3 separate regions of the Sus scrofa genome follow, and all the other regions are linked to region 2. The links are chromatin contacts, called in public targeted proximity ligation maps. All regions are on one chromosome and are shown on one strand. The core of a region is the stretch at or near the end of the contact, and the rest is flanking DNA. Distances in the headings are between cores, read along the strand shown. Region 1 has its middle 140 kb from the start of METTL11B. Region 2 overlaps KIFAP3 (kinesin-associated protein 3). Region 3 has its middle 39 kb from the start of METTL11B.

What was found.
Region 1: a contact with region 2 is called in a targeted proximity ligation map of skeletal muscle, with 4 times the contacts expected there. A contact is called at or near these places in 2 of 47 Hi-C or Micro-C datasets (embryonic fibroblasts and epiblast stem cells) and 1 of 2 datasets of targeted methods (skeletal muscle).
Region 3: a targeted proximity ligation map of skeletal muscle shows a contact between it and region 2. A contact is called at or near these places in 2 of 47 Hi-C or Micro-C datasets (embryonic fibroblasts and skeletal muscle) and 1 of 2 datasets of targeted methods (skeletal muscle).

The regions. Positions count from the first base shown.
Region 1 is chr4:80,732,867-80,737,932 of Sscrofa11.1, reverse strand. No RefSeq gene overlaps it. Among named protein-coding and RNA genes, the nearest start is that of METTL11B, 140 kb to the left of the region's middle.
Region 2 is chr4:81,092,521-81,096,894 of Sscrofa11.1, reverse strand. The region is part of intron 19 of KIFAP3 (kinesin-associated protein 3); the gene reads right to left. Among named protein-coding and RNA genes, the nearest start is that of SCYL3, 39 kb to the left of the region's middle.
Region 3 is chr4:80,835,937-80,840,558 of Sscrofa11.1, reverse strand. No RefSeq gene overlaps it. Among named protein-coding and RNA genes, the nearest start is that of METTL11B, 39 kb to the left of the region's middle.

The sequences.
Region 1 (5,066 bases), core at 2,328-4,827, 360 kb after region 2:
GTTCTCACACAAAATTTGGTTTAAGTAATAACAATGAACATCATGTGTCTTTGGCAACTTTTGGATAAGACTCCAGACCCCTGAGAAAAGTAAGGAAACCAACACGTGGTGAGAATTTTCTATGTGCCGTTTTCCCAAGCTTACCTTATTTAACTCTCAGTCTGAGATAGATGATGGACAACCTCTCTTTTTTATTTTTTTAAGTTTCTTTTGGCTGTTCCCATGGCACATGGAAGTTTCTGGACCAGGTATCAACCTGAGCCATTGCAGTGGTGGCACCAGATCCTTAACCCACTGCACCATAAGGGAATTCCTGGACAACCTCTCTTAAATCACCCTTTGTCCTGTAATTCCTCTACACTGAAATATAATTCTTCAGGTATATTTTGTCACAGGGTTTTCAAACAAAGTGATTGATACCAATCTGTATTCTTCAAAATAATGTTGGTCAACTGACTGATTGCTGAGGTTGGGATTGGAAACTGTCCTATGATGGTAAGATTGGGGAATCTTTGAAGGCACCTGGAGCAGCAAAGGAAGCACAGAGGAAGGAAGCACAAAGACTTCTGGAAAGGAGCTAGGTCATGCAACTAAGAATCAACATCTAGGATATCCATAACTTTCTTTTAACTAGCCTCAGAATGTTCTAAACAGATATTTCTATGAAGAACCAGAAGCTCTCTAAGGGGACTTAGGTCTATTATCCTCCCTTTTGGATCCAATCATTGTACCAAATTACCTGAGAAAATGTACCAAATTATAAAACAAATATAACTTTTCCTCTAATGGGGTAAATTACCAGAAAGTTTACAAAATGGAAGAAATGAGCATTCATTCTACCTTCTCTAAGGTCAGGAAATTTAATCTTTTTGAACTGACTTGATAGTTTGGTTTTGGCTTTTAATGTCCTTCTGCTCTTTTTCTAAGCTATTTTTATAAGAAAAGTAAAACTTAATTTTTATAAATTCCTCCCTCTATTAATTAAAAATACCCTGACTCTTTCCAGGAGTTGAAGTAGAAAGTAAAGTTTCACATAGATGTCTTTCTTCTAATGACCACAGACATAGAGTTTAATGTTTAGGGAACATTATTTTCTCTGGAGTGCCATTTATTAAGAATGCATCATTAGTCACTTTGTGAAGAATGCTTCCAAGACAGTGTGGCTGGATAATATCTTACTTCTAGTTGGATGCAAGTAAAAAAGCTTTACAATTATAGGGTGGAAAAATAATGCAAGCTTCATTTAGGCAAAGTTTTCACCTAGACAACTTCTAGAACTGAGTGATCCAGGAAAGGTCTGGAACTTCACTTAAGTAAACATGAAAACTGTCACTATAATTGACACCTGGGTTTAGTATCTAAAAGCTGCCAGAAAATAACACAATTACAGACCACAATAGGACAAGATAGATTCCCTCTGTATATTGCTCTTCACCCAACACTTTTATCATTACCAAGATGAGTATTATAAATCATTCCCTGATCATTCTTCATATGTTCCACAGATTGTAGTTCATTTTCCTAAGCCTCAACTTATTGTACTTTGCTGGACTGTAAGACCAGGATGTGATATTGAAACCAGGCCCATCTCCTTCAGGGCTCTACTATTTATATTACTCAACCTCTGTGGTTGTGCTGGGTGCCAAATCTATGGATGATTCCTTCCACCCCCCCCTCCCCATCAAAAGCTCCATGGATTTTTAAGCAAGATGATATCCTTTGTTACCTTCAAATAGTTCATGTAAATTTAGGGAAACCCTCAAGAAGTCCACTCATCTTGCCTAGTTCTGGGTGCTTCAGAATCCACACAATTATAACACAAGCAGTGGCTTTGTGACAGAAAGATCCTGAATCTGTGTGGGACCAGGAGCAGGAATACAAGTTGCCCTGGCAACTGAGAGATACTTTTTTTTTTTTTTTTTTTTTTTTTTTTTTTTAAGGGCCGCACCTGTGCCATTTGGAAGTTCCCAGGTTAGGGGTCAAATCAGAGCTGTAGTTGCCAGCCTGCACCACTGCCACAGCAATGTGGGATCCTAGCCATGTCTGCAGACTACACTACAGCTCATGGTAATGCTGGATCCTTAAACCTCTGAGCAGGGCCAGGGATGGAATTTGCAGCCTCATGGATAGTAGTCAGGTTGTTAAACCGCTGAGCCACAATGGGAACTCCCCCAAGTGGAGTTACCTCTCCGTGCAAGTGTTCTAAATGTGGCTAAGTATACAAGGATCTTTAGCTTTTTTCTCCTAAGTGGGAAAAAAAAAATTGCCAATTGTGATCTTTTCTCCAAGTTTAGCTTCATGACAAGCTGTAGGAACACTTCTGAGAACAAAAGCACTTCTAGGTCTGGAGAAGGGAATAATGGAGAAAAGAGGTAACATTTTTTCAAGTTTCTTCTGTTGTAAGTGGAGGAGAGGCACAAAGGAAGACAGATCAAAGCAATCCTTTCATAATACTGGTAATAATTATTATTGGCTATAATTTAAATACATGATTGCACCAACATATTCAAAGAAGGCTGTGGTTTGGTTGTGTCTCCAGAAATTACAGAATATAAAACAAATTTGGAAAGTTGCAAATGGACTCGATTTTGTAAAAGGAAGCAATAGCATTTGAAATTTAAGTAGCAGTCATGGAAATTATTTTGCAAAAATTATTTATTAGGGGAAATGGAAAGAAGTCTGACTGAAAAAGAATAAGGTATCACATATGTTTTTTAACAAAATGACATAAAAGGAAGCTTTAAGAATGCCTTCCAGAATGTGGTAATGAGTATCAGTAACATACTGCAGAGATTGGGCACGACTGATTGAAGCAGGAAAATAAGTAAACAATTGTACACTGGACTAGGTCTCAATTTAGGGGGGAGGAGCCAAGTGACAGGATTTGCAATGAGCGTGTCCACCATGTTCTTGAAATTCTTTGTCTCCTCCAAAAAACCATATCCATTTAGCAGAAGACTCCAGCCGGGTCTTGGTCCTTCTATGGCCTTTATGTCTGGTAAGAAATTCTGCAAGGCACCTCCCTTTACATCCTGAACTTTCTGGGAATTCCAGCCCACCTTGGGGGAATGAGATGTTTATTTTCATTCTTCCCAGCCAGATCCAGAGAAGCTTAGCACTCTCAAGGGCTGTTGCCACCTACATAATCTTGATACAGCATGGAGAGATCAAATATAGATCACTAAGTTTGAGGTTGCAAATGATCACTGATGCATTACCAAATCAACCAAAATATTTATCAAGCACCCCCAATGCGTAAGGCATAATAGCAGAGCTATGCAAATGAATTTGAGTAGTTGCAGTCAAGGAATCTATAATCTGGTTGTAGAGCAGATAATAAACATTGGTAGGTACTGTGTGTCGACAAAATGATGCCAATGACATTTAATAATTAATGCTTTTTGACAACTTATACCTGACTAGAAAAAAACTTGATGATAAAGTTATGTAGATCTCAGCTCTAAATTTGCCCCACACTTTCTCAGTGCATCTACAAACCTCATTATTTTTTACCTTTCACTTACATGTGATTACACAATGATTGCCCTGGGGCTATAAATAGAAGTGTCCAGGTGCCAAGAGACAGATCAGGTTAATCTGGCTCCAGATTTGGCCCAAGGACCTGATTGGAGACTCACTTTTAGACATTGATTTTCTGTACTGAGAAACTAGTTTATTGGCACTTTGTGTTTCTGGGGAAGATATTTTCAAGTATATACTGAGAAAAAAAAAGGGAAAGTACCAAGAAAATGATTAGATAAAATGGACTATGACTTTGAATAAATTCTACTTGTTTATTATCTCATCATGCCCAAATTGATTAGCAATCAAAATGAATTTGGGATTATAATGCTATTACAGACCTCAAGAGGTTAAAGCCAAAAGAAATATGCTTTGTACTTAGTAGATCCTCAAGTGTTCACTGAACTCAATGACATCATTCAGGACACATAGTCAGCTTTATGCTTTCCCCAAATCTCTGGATGGTTCACTCCCTCTGCCTTATTGTTCTCTTAGTCATCTATTTTGGTTTAAATATTAACCAAATCTTTCTTGTCTTAATTTAAAGTAAGTGAATTCTGCTTGGTCCTCAGGAATAGAGAGGAAAGTAAAAAGCTTTGTTAGGTTCTCCCAATACTGTCTGACTTAATCTCATAGTCAAAACACTACGCTTTAATTTAAGAAAAAGTTTTAAAAGAAAAAATGTGAATGACAGTTTAGGTAGTTTATTTTTTTATTTTTTATTTTTTTTTGTCTTTTTTTGCTATTTCTTGGGCCGCTCCCGCGGCATATGGAGGTTCCCAGGCTAGGGGTCGAATCGGAGCTGTAGCCACTGGCCTACGCCAGAACCACAGCAACGCGGGATCCGAGCCGTGTCTGCAACCTACACCACAGCTCACGGCAACGCCGGATCCTTAACCCACTGAGCAAGGGCAGGGACCGAGCCCGCAACCTCATGGTTCCTAGTCGGATTCGTTAACCACTGCGCCACGACGGGAACTCCTAGGTAGTTTAAATTATGATCTAGTTGTACGGTTTACATGTAAAGACATAAAACCCATAGGTATCAGTACCTTTTATTTTAAATAATTAAAGGTATTTTTGTATTAAAAAACCACACAGATAATAGTGAAGATTTTAATAGAAAATTTATTTTCTGTAAGTGTTGATATCATTTAGTCCTGATATGAATCACAAAGGCCATTTACCATATAGCATAATGCTGCCCACAAGGATTGTGCAAGCACACCTGTGTGTTTAAGCTTAGGTACATGAGAAATGCGGTCCATGATCTTAACATCACCGGGGGGAAAAACACTGTTGAAGGTGAAGCCTGCAGCACAAGCCATGTGGGAAGTGATTGTGATTCTTTTACCTCACCCCACTAGAGACCATCTCCTGAAGCAGTCACTTCCCCATGCTTATGAAACAGCATAGAGCCTTTATGTCTCTGTCCTTTCAAGTAAAAGCCTTTTGCTTTAGCCTCCAGGCCCTCCATGACCTTCAAAAGACTGGTTCAAGAGTTCATGATTAGGAAATGTGAAGATGTAGAAACAAAGAGTAGC
Region 2 (4,374 bases), core at 660-3,159:
CTCATCTGGAACTCATTAAAAAATTTTTTCTGAAAAAGACATCTGTCAGTTCTAAGGGGAAAATACCACCTTGGGGACAAATCCTTTCAATTTAGTTACTATACTGAGATGCTTCAGATAAAAACTAATTTGTACTAATGATGGAGGAAGCAGGTATAAAACAGTCACTGATTTATTCCAAATGGAAAGAAATTCTATTTCACTGATGCTCTTCTAATGCCGTTCAATTTGCAATTCTCTTTTTATACACCTTAATCAGTATTTAACCCATCTCCAGAGTCTATTTTAAATATTATATTTTTTATGTGGAGATGTTACGCTTTTCATATTATATCATTATTACGTAAGTTTTTTTATCCCTTTACATTAAAAAAATTATAGTTTCCTTGAGATTCTTCTATTAACTTTAGTTCTTGGGCATCCTCTTTGTTGCCTCTGACAATTGTTCAACTTCAGGTTTGTTTTTTTTTTTGCCTGTCTGCTGGTCCTTGAGCTTGGAAATATTCCTACAGAGGTTCTGTATTTGTTTATAATATATCAAGGCCCTGGGGATTTCGCTGTCCTGAAACAACTTTAATGATAATTTCTTGACTTGGGATTCCCTGAATTAGATGTATAGTATAAATTCTGACCCCATGAGTGTACTTGGAACAAGCGTATGATTCCTCTTCCTCATGAATGACTGACTATCCTCCCCATCTAGGGCTGTAGGGCAGAAGACAAGTTTTGGTTTTGTGAATTAAAAGGGCTAGTGAATCAAAATCTAATCCTCTTTTCAACTGATGAGAAAAAGGCAGCTCTTTGAAGTTCTAGGCTTTATATAGGGCATCAGTTCCATCTTCCTGTATTATGTAACCTGTACCTAGTTCAGTATTCTTGTGGTGGCTCTTGTGTGTGTGTGTGTGTGTCTGTGTGTGTGTGTGTGTCTGTGTGTGTCTGTGTGTGAATTTGGTCATGAATTATAACTTTTTGTTATATTTTGTCCACCTTTTCTATATCTATATAGGACATGGGTCTTCCAAGTCAGCTCGAGGATGGACCTCCAGTCCATCTTGCTAGAAGTCCCTTCCATTTTACTCTCATCTCTTTGCACATCTAAGGAAAGAATTTATAAACCTTGTATTCCTGTAGCTCAAATTTAGCTTTCTTGAAAGAACAATAACTTGAGAGAAATAACTGGAGCCATTAGAAGGTGTTTTCCTTCTCCTTATTTGTAGCAATTAACTGAAAAAACACTCTAATAGGTGCTTAATAGAGGCCGTCAGATGTGATTATGAAGCTGAAGGGAATACTTATTGAAACCTGTAATGGTCTCAAATTTTTTACATCAATCATTCAATGAAATTATACAATCTAGTCATCTTTAACTTCCACTTCTTCAATTAAATACAAGGACTTCTTGAAATTAGCAGTTCTATAATATCTAGCAATGCCTCATTTCACACCACCAAATGTTAAGGGAACTTGCTGAACTACTTAAGTAACCCCTAGGTCAATAAACTGAGTCATTAGCACCTCCTTTAAATAATTGTTTGTCTGTTACTGGTTCAGCATTTATATAATCTGTCATAATACTTTGATTTTTTTTAAGGTACAAAAATTACTGCTGTAGGCTTAAAGTAGAGAATTTAAGTAGCGATGTTTTCACAGTGATAGTTTAACTATACTGTCTGGTACTGAGTGAGTTAAAGCCTGAACACCACAGCTAATTACTATGTAATGCTAACCTTAGTTGCTGGTTCATTTTGAGACTCTTTAAAATATGAACTGTGTATTTTACCCCTATGCACTCTCTTAATGATTTGTTTTTTTAGACTGAAATCACTTCCAGCCATCAGTTAGACTCTTGGTCTCTACATATGCACTTCTCCAAGCACAAATATTTCTTTTTCCTATTGGTCTGCCAGCTCTGTCAGAGCAAATTTCACTTTAAACTAAATGCTATGATACTTAAAACCTCTTGGATTACCCAGGCTGCTAGTGTGATCTATGACCTTCCAAGAATGACAGCTGAACTTTCCAATTTGCTTATACTGCTTGGGGAACTAAAAGCACATGCCAAAGAGGAAAATGTTTCTGATGTTGAACAGAGAGGAGAGTTCTTGTTGGAGGTGGGAGCAGGAGACTATTAAGTACTGAAAAATACTAATAAGAAATGAAAAGAAACTAAACATGCTGCAAAATCTAAGAGCTAGAACATAATTCAAAAGTTAATGCTAGTATTAAAAACTTTTTAGTCCAGTTGCAATATGAATAATGACCTTCAGTTACTGAAATTTAAACACCAACCAGAATCTAAAAATGATAATGTACTATCAAAATGAATGAGTTCAAGAGATAGAATATAAAATTATCGCAAGTACTATACAAAATGGGCTATATCAGCTTCCCATCTTTCTTTATAAAGCAGAAATCTGACATACGGATATGATCAAAGAGGTAATATTGCTATCTAATATGCACGCTACCCCCACTGACATGTTGTTTTCTTGTGAATTAAAAATTAATGTTAAGCTTCTATTAAAACGTCTCCAAAGTCCTTAAATAAATAATACAGTTTGAGGATATTTTTATCCATATAAAGAAACTTTTAACTTTCTTTTACTACCTTACATAAGAAGTGGATAAATGTTAGTTATAAAAAAAAATCTAAAAAATCTTATCAACCATAAGCTTAATACGAAGTTTCTAATTTACGCCCTGGTCTACTAATTCATTTATCTGTCTCAATAATTTTTAGGCCAAATAGTCTGAAAATTACTTTGGCTGATAAAAATCAAGTAGTTATAAAGACTTTTTTGTAGCTAAAACAAACTAAGTAATATTTTTCTAAAATTGAGGGCACAAGTATGGGTAATAGAAACTATATTTAAATAAATTAAAAGTGCGTGTTCTTAAATAGCTAAGCATAAAACATTTGAAAATTTGACTCTAAATAAATTTATAATACAAAATATACAACAAAAGGCATATCCTTGCATTATATTTCATTTTTTTAATTAAAAATTTTTAATGAATGATTTTTTAAATAATAATAACAACAGTAACTTTTTTTGGCCACACTGTGTAACAGCCTGATGTGGGAATCTCAGTTCCCAGACCAAGTATTAAACCTGGGCTGCAGTGGTGAAAGTGCTAAGTCCTAACCACTACACAACCAGGGAACTCTCAAGACTCTTTAAATTGGACAGTGCTTTACAATTTTCAAAAGTTTCACACATATGATTTCATATAATCCCATAACACTTTTCTCCTTCATCCCTATCTTGCCTCTCCCTCCTTTCCCTCTCCCATTGGTAACCACTACTTTGTTCTCTATATCTGCAAGTCTGCTTTTTGTTTTATTCACTAGAAGCCCCATATACGTGATATCATATAGTACTTGTCTTTGTCTGACTTACTTACTTAGCATAATATAAACATCTATGTTGGGCAGTGTTATATAAATACTTTCAGTCACTAATATGTAATCAATACAAATCATATATATATATTTCATAGTTATTTAGTGTCTCCTAAAGCATTTAGGATCTCAGTATACTATATAATACACTAATATTGTATTTAGCACTAGAAGATGAGGTACTAAAGTAAATCTCTACTTTTAAATTTCATAAACTCTTCTGGTCCTTGAAAATACCTTTGTTATATGTCTGTATTAAAAAAAGAGGTAAATTCACTTGCTACTTAGGTCTAGCCTAATTATATTTTTTAAATTTTTTGTCTTTTTAGGGCTGCACCTGTGACATATGTAGGTTCCCAGGCTAGGGGCTGAACTGGAGCTGTAGCTGCTGGCCTATGCCACAGCCATAGCAATGCCAGATCCAAGCTGCATTTGTGACCTACACCACAGCTCACAGCAACACCAGATCCTTAACCCACTAAGCGAGGCCAGGGATCGAACCTGCAACCTCATGGTTCCTAGTCGATTTGTCTCCACTGAGCCACATCTGGAACTCCATGTCTAGGCTAATTTTAGATTGTCAAGATACGGAGAGACTGAGTCATCCTGATCAACAAAAGTGTACTCTCCTGATGATGAAACACGTATTTCTAATATCTTCATAGCATGGGGCTATGCACCCTTTGAACGCACACTGCCTTGACACCAAGCAAATTCAGTGTAGACTAGAATATAGAGTTTATGATTTTAACAATTATTTTTCTGACATAACTTATTACCATATTTTAAGTTAATTTTCAAAGAAACATATGGGAACTTTTTTTTTTTTTTGTCTTTTTGCTATTTCTTTGGGTCACTCCCATGGCATATGGAGGTTCCCAAGCTAGGGGTCGAATTGGAGCTGTAGCCACTGGCCTACGCCAGAGCCACAGCAACGCGGGATCCGAGCCGCGTCTGCAACCTACACCACA
Region 3 (4,622 bases), core at 1,324-3,823, 260 kb after region 2:
CCTAAATATATTATTTCTCCAGAATCTGTTTTTCACCATAGGTTAAAGTAGAGTACTGAAGTTGTGGCAGGGTTATACATCAAAAGCACAGCCAAATAGGAAAGATTAATCAAGACTGTGTTACAGGGTTAAGAATAGGACACCCATAGCAATGATGAATTAGAATATTTAGGGAGAGAAATGAGGAACAGTTATGTTTTGAATGGAAACATTGGAGGAGGAGAGATTTGCAGAGAAATAATCAGGTATGTTTCAGGTTGGCTGCTAACCCACTGAGTTCTTAAGCTTCCCACCTGAGAATAGAGTAGAGTGGGTTGATGCTCTACTGCTGCTGTCATGGTAGTTCTTTCATTCTTTCTCGCCATCTCTCTGGCCTTTCTTGTTCAGATGAACCAAGACATCACCAAGAAGCTTCTCTGCCAGAGTACCTTGTCCTGTCTGATATCCCAGAGACTTGCAATGGGATGGAGAATGGGAAGAAAGGCTTTCATTTTGGAAGCACTTCTCATCTAACCAGGGAGGTAGCCCTCAGTGACCACTTCTGCCTATCAGATGAAGGATGTGGCGGTAGGCCAGACATCCAAGGTCTTGGGGAAATACCAGGATACCTTTGTGGCTTAGTTCATAACGTAGTAGTTTCTTCTATTTGTTATGTGGCAGGGAAAATTGTACTTTCAGAACCTTGTTTTCATGGTCTGATGATGAACAAACAGCATTTGGAGGACAGCAATTCAATCATCCTTGGTTAATGAAGAAGCAAGTTAAAAAGTACTTTCATATATGCAGCTGCTAGAAGATCAAATGGAACCATGGAAATCTATGACAGGCCAGCAGTTCATCCCAGGCTCCATCTGCATGCAGCCTTATAACTGCATCTTTATCGAATCAGAGACCTGTTGTACTTAAGAGATTTTGAGATAATATATCTCCTTCAAATATTTCTCTTTACAGATAAGAAAACAGAAGTTCAAAGAGAATAAATGATTTATCAAATTAACCCAGAGACAGCTAGTACTGTAAACGTATGTTTGATCCAGGATCCAACACTCTTTCCCACACACCCACCTCCAATGATCAATGTCATTTTCTGGAACCGTGAAGAATGATTGTTGTTGGGGGAACTACTGTAGAGAAGGGACTTCAGAAACTTTGACTAGGTTAGAGAGGAGAGCAAACCAGTTTGATTCAGCACTTTACTTGAAAGAACTGAGGCTTTATTGGATGCTAAATTGCAGGAGAAGCCATCCCATTGACTGAAATCCTTTTCGGGGGAGTAATTTTCTCACCCACATGAAAGTAAGGAATTCTTCCATACTCTTAAGTACTACTATTAAGGGAACTCAAAGAGGTCATTTTCCAAATAGCTCCTTTACCCTTCCCACCAAGAATTCATTGCTTTAATTTAGGGGAGTGGTTTTTTGGAGAATTGGCTGGTCCAACATGAAGTTGCATTCTAAACTTGAGTCATTTGCTTTTCTTCTGACTTCTTTCTCTTTACCATTCTCCACAGTTTTACTTTATTTTTCAAATGAAAAGTTGTTCTGTAAAGGTAATGGCAGTTCTTGGCTAACTTTTTTTTTAATGCAAAAAAAAAAAGCCACGCAATGAGAAGAAAATCTCTATCTTAATTCTGGCCCTCAGGCTTCTAATCCTCTTTTCTAAAGAAAAACTCTAAAACAAGCTTCTTCTATTTTCCTATGCAAAGTCTATTTAAGTGTATGTTAATATGTAACAAACTCTTTTATACACATAGCAGCATATTATTCTCACTGTATTGTACCCTAACTTTTTTCACCTAATGTTTCTTTAAGATTATTATCTATTATATGGAGACTTAACCTTTTTCATTTTAATTATACATAATCTTTAAAAGATTGATAAAATAGATTCTATTTCATTCTGTTATTATTCCTGTCTTTCTAGTGCCTGTCAGGTGGCCAAATCCTTAACAGACCATATGAATTGGTCCAGGAAGGCCTATGGCTTCTAAACCCAAGAATCCAGGAGCTAGTCTCCATCATGTAAATTTCTTGGGTAACTAGTCTATAATGTCACTATATGTCACATTTTGATTCTCAGATGACCTTCCCTATCTGGTTTGGAAGAGAGGTTTGGTGGGGTCCTGAGAAGCTGACTTGCCTTGCCTTTGTTGTCTTGGCTTCTCTGTTATAAATGGAATATTGCAATCCTACTCTGCCATTTCTCTGAGGAGACATTGGATTTTGCTGGCAGCCAGAGCTTCAGGCTACTCAGTGGAATCTCTTTGGTTCTGTAGCTTCAGAAGGAGCCAGGAGGCTGTGCTTGCAGGCCAAGGGAAACACTGCTTCAGACTCAAGACCACGACTTGGCAGAGATTCTGGGGCCTGCTGAATTTTGGAGAGGGCTCTCTCATACCCCTTACTTACCCAAACCGCTCTTTCCCACTAAAAGTTAGGATGGAGTGACTCAAGAAATCTGGTTTAGTCACTAGCACATAACAATTGCCAGGGGAAATGGATTCCAGTCTCACTCTGGTACAATAGGAAAGGCGAGTGCCCGCTTCCTTAGCTGGGAAGGAAGGAGAAGGAAGCCAGAGTCCAAATCAGATATCTCGAGTCTCAGCAGCAGTCGTGGTCTGTGCTTAGACAAATAATCTCGAGGAGACCCAAATCCCCTGTTCATTGTGAAAACAGACAGTGCCAGAGTGAAACAGAATTAAATTGTTTCTCTTTCACGGCAGCTGAAGTGTAAAAACCATTCTATTCTGACCTTGTGGTCAGAATATCCTGACACCTCATAAATTATCCTAAGGGCTCAGGGCCTGGGAGGCTGAGGAAGACTGAAAGTCCAGCCACAGTCAGCCCTGCTCCTCCCTCCTGGCCTTTCTGATATGCACACACCAAGGTCAGGATGTGGAGGAATGCAGTTTCCTCAAAATCGGTTTTTCTGAGTTAGGTTTAGGACACATACGTCCCCCTCCTTTTATGTTCTTAGAGTTCATATGGCTGCAGGGCCTACTTTCATGAAAAGTTTATTTAGAGGCAGGAGAAGCACAGGGATAACTCCCCAGTCTGAGGTGATTTTTGTCTTAAGAGAAAAAAGAAAGGGAGGGGAGAGAAAGAGGGAGACACAAAAGATGAAGCGATAAGGAGAGAAAATGATTAAAGAAGGAAAAAGAAGGAAGAAAGAGGAAATGGGAGTGAGAGGAAGGGTCTATCCATTCAGATAGGGCCTCCCCTCCCCGTCTGTCTTCCCCCTCCCTTCCCCCTTCCTCATGCCCCCACCACCCATACCCATCTGGTTACTTGGAAACAAAGAGCAGCATGGAACTCTTGTATTTCCCTGCCTCCTGGTGAGCTTCCTTTAAAGCCTACATCCATCTGTGCTCTACACACAGTAGGTGCTCTGTAAATGTTTTCTGAGTGGAAAGATCCACAGATGGGTCCCCAGAGAGGGAAAGAGATTTATTTTGGGAAACTCCGAGTATGGAGAGCAAAGTCATTTAGAGCAAATAATTCCTATAGACGGAATCACTGTAAGGTTTAAAGAATCTGGGTACTTGTGGGTGTGTCTGGATGTATTGTGTGTGGGAGCGTGGGTGGGTGGTCTGAACGGGTAGGTAATAAGTGACAGGAGGGCCCTTGAAAATATAAAGGGCTCCATAACTACTGTAAAAATAAAACTGGGAACAGCATGCCCAGACCTCCAGCCATGCAGTGACCAAACCTGACCTTGGCAGAGATGAATAATATTGTGGAGATGGATTCAAGAATTATTAGTGAATGTTTTCAGTCTCTATGGGCTTTTTTTTTTTTTTTTTTAAGAACGGCTGGGTGGGTTTTTGGCAAGGCAAATGACTGCAACAGCCTGTAGGATTCCAGAGCCCTTCTAAGCTCTTTCTAGACTCTGCTATATTGATTTCTTTTTTTTTTTTTTTTTAATTTCTAGTTCTTTTTCTTTCCTCTAATGATGTATTTTCTGGTTTTCCTTTGGACAAAGAATATGATTCCTCAGTTGCCTCTGCTTTTAATTCCTCTCTTGGAAATTATATCCAAAGCATTCCTTACCAGCAGTCAGACAATTCTCTTTCTACTTCTTCTGACCTGGCGAAGGAGAAGAACAGAAGATCCCAGGGAGCAGATGGTTAAAAAATGTTTATTTCAGGGTTCAGAGTAGGCCACAGTATATTATTTTTTGCTGCTGTCCTAGTACACAAATATATCCTCACTGGAATGTACATCGTGTGATGGTGAAGGGAAGCAGGGCCAAAGGAAGTATTTTTGGCCCTTTGAATGGAGATAGATAACCCACTGGGAGACTATCCCACAACTGTGGGTACCAGACAAGTTTGAGTTGTTGATAAACACCTTCATATATGTATATCTGCTATCACACAATAGCAAACTCTCATATTTAATTTAGATGTTTTTCTTAGAGAAATAGCAACTTGCAAGGGTTGGTAACGGATCCTTAAACCCTGCACATATTTTGGGTACCAGGTGGTAAGTCCTAGCATTAAAGTTTCTTAGATGCTGGAGATTGTGTGCTATGGATGTAGACATCAAGGAATATCATGAAACTAAATTTTTTTTTCTGTGAAAGTACACTGATAACAACCTTGAATGCTATATCCCTATTTCCTT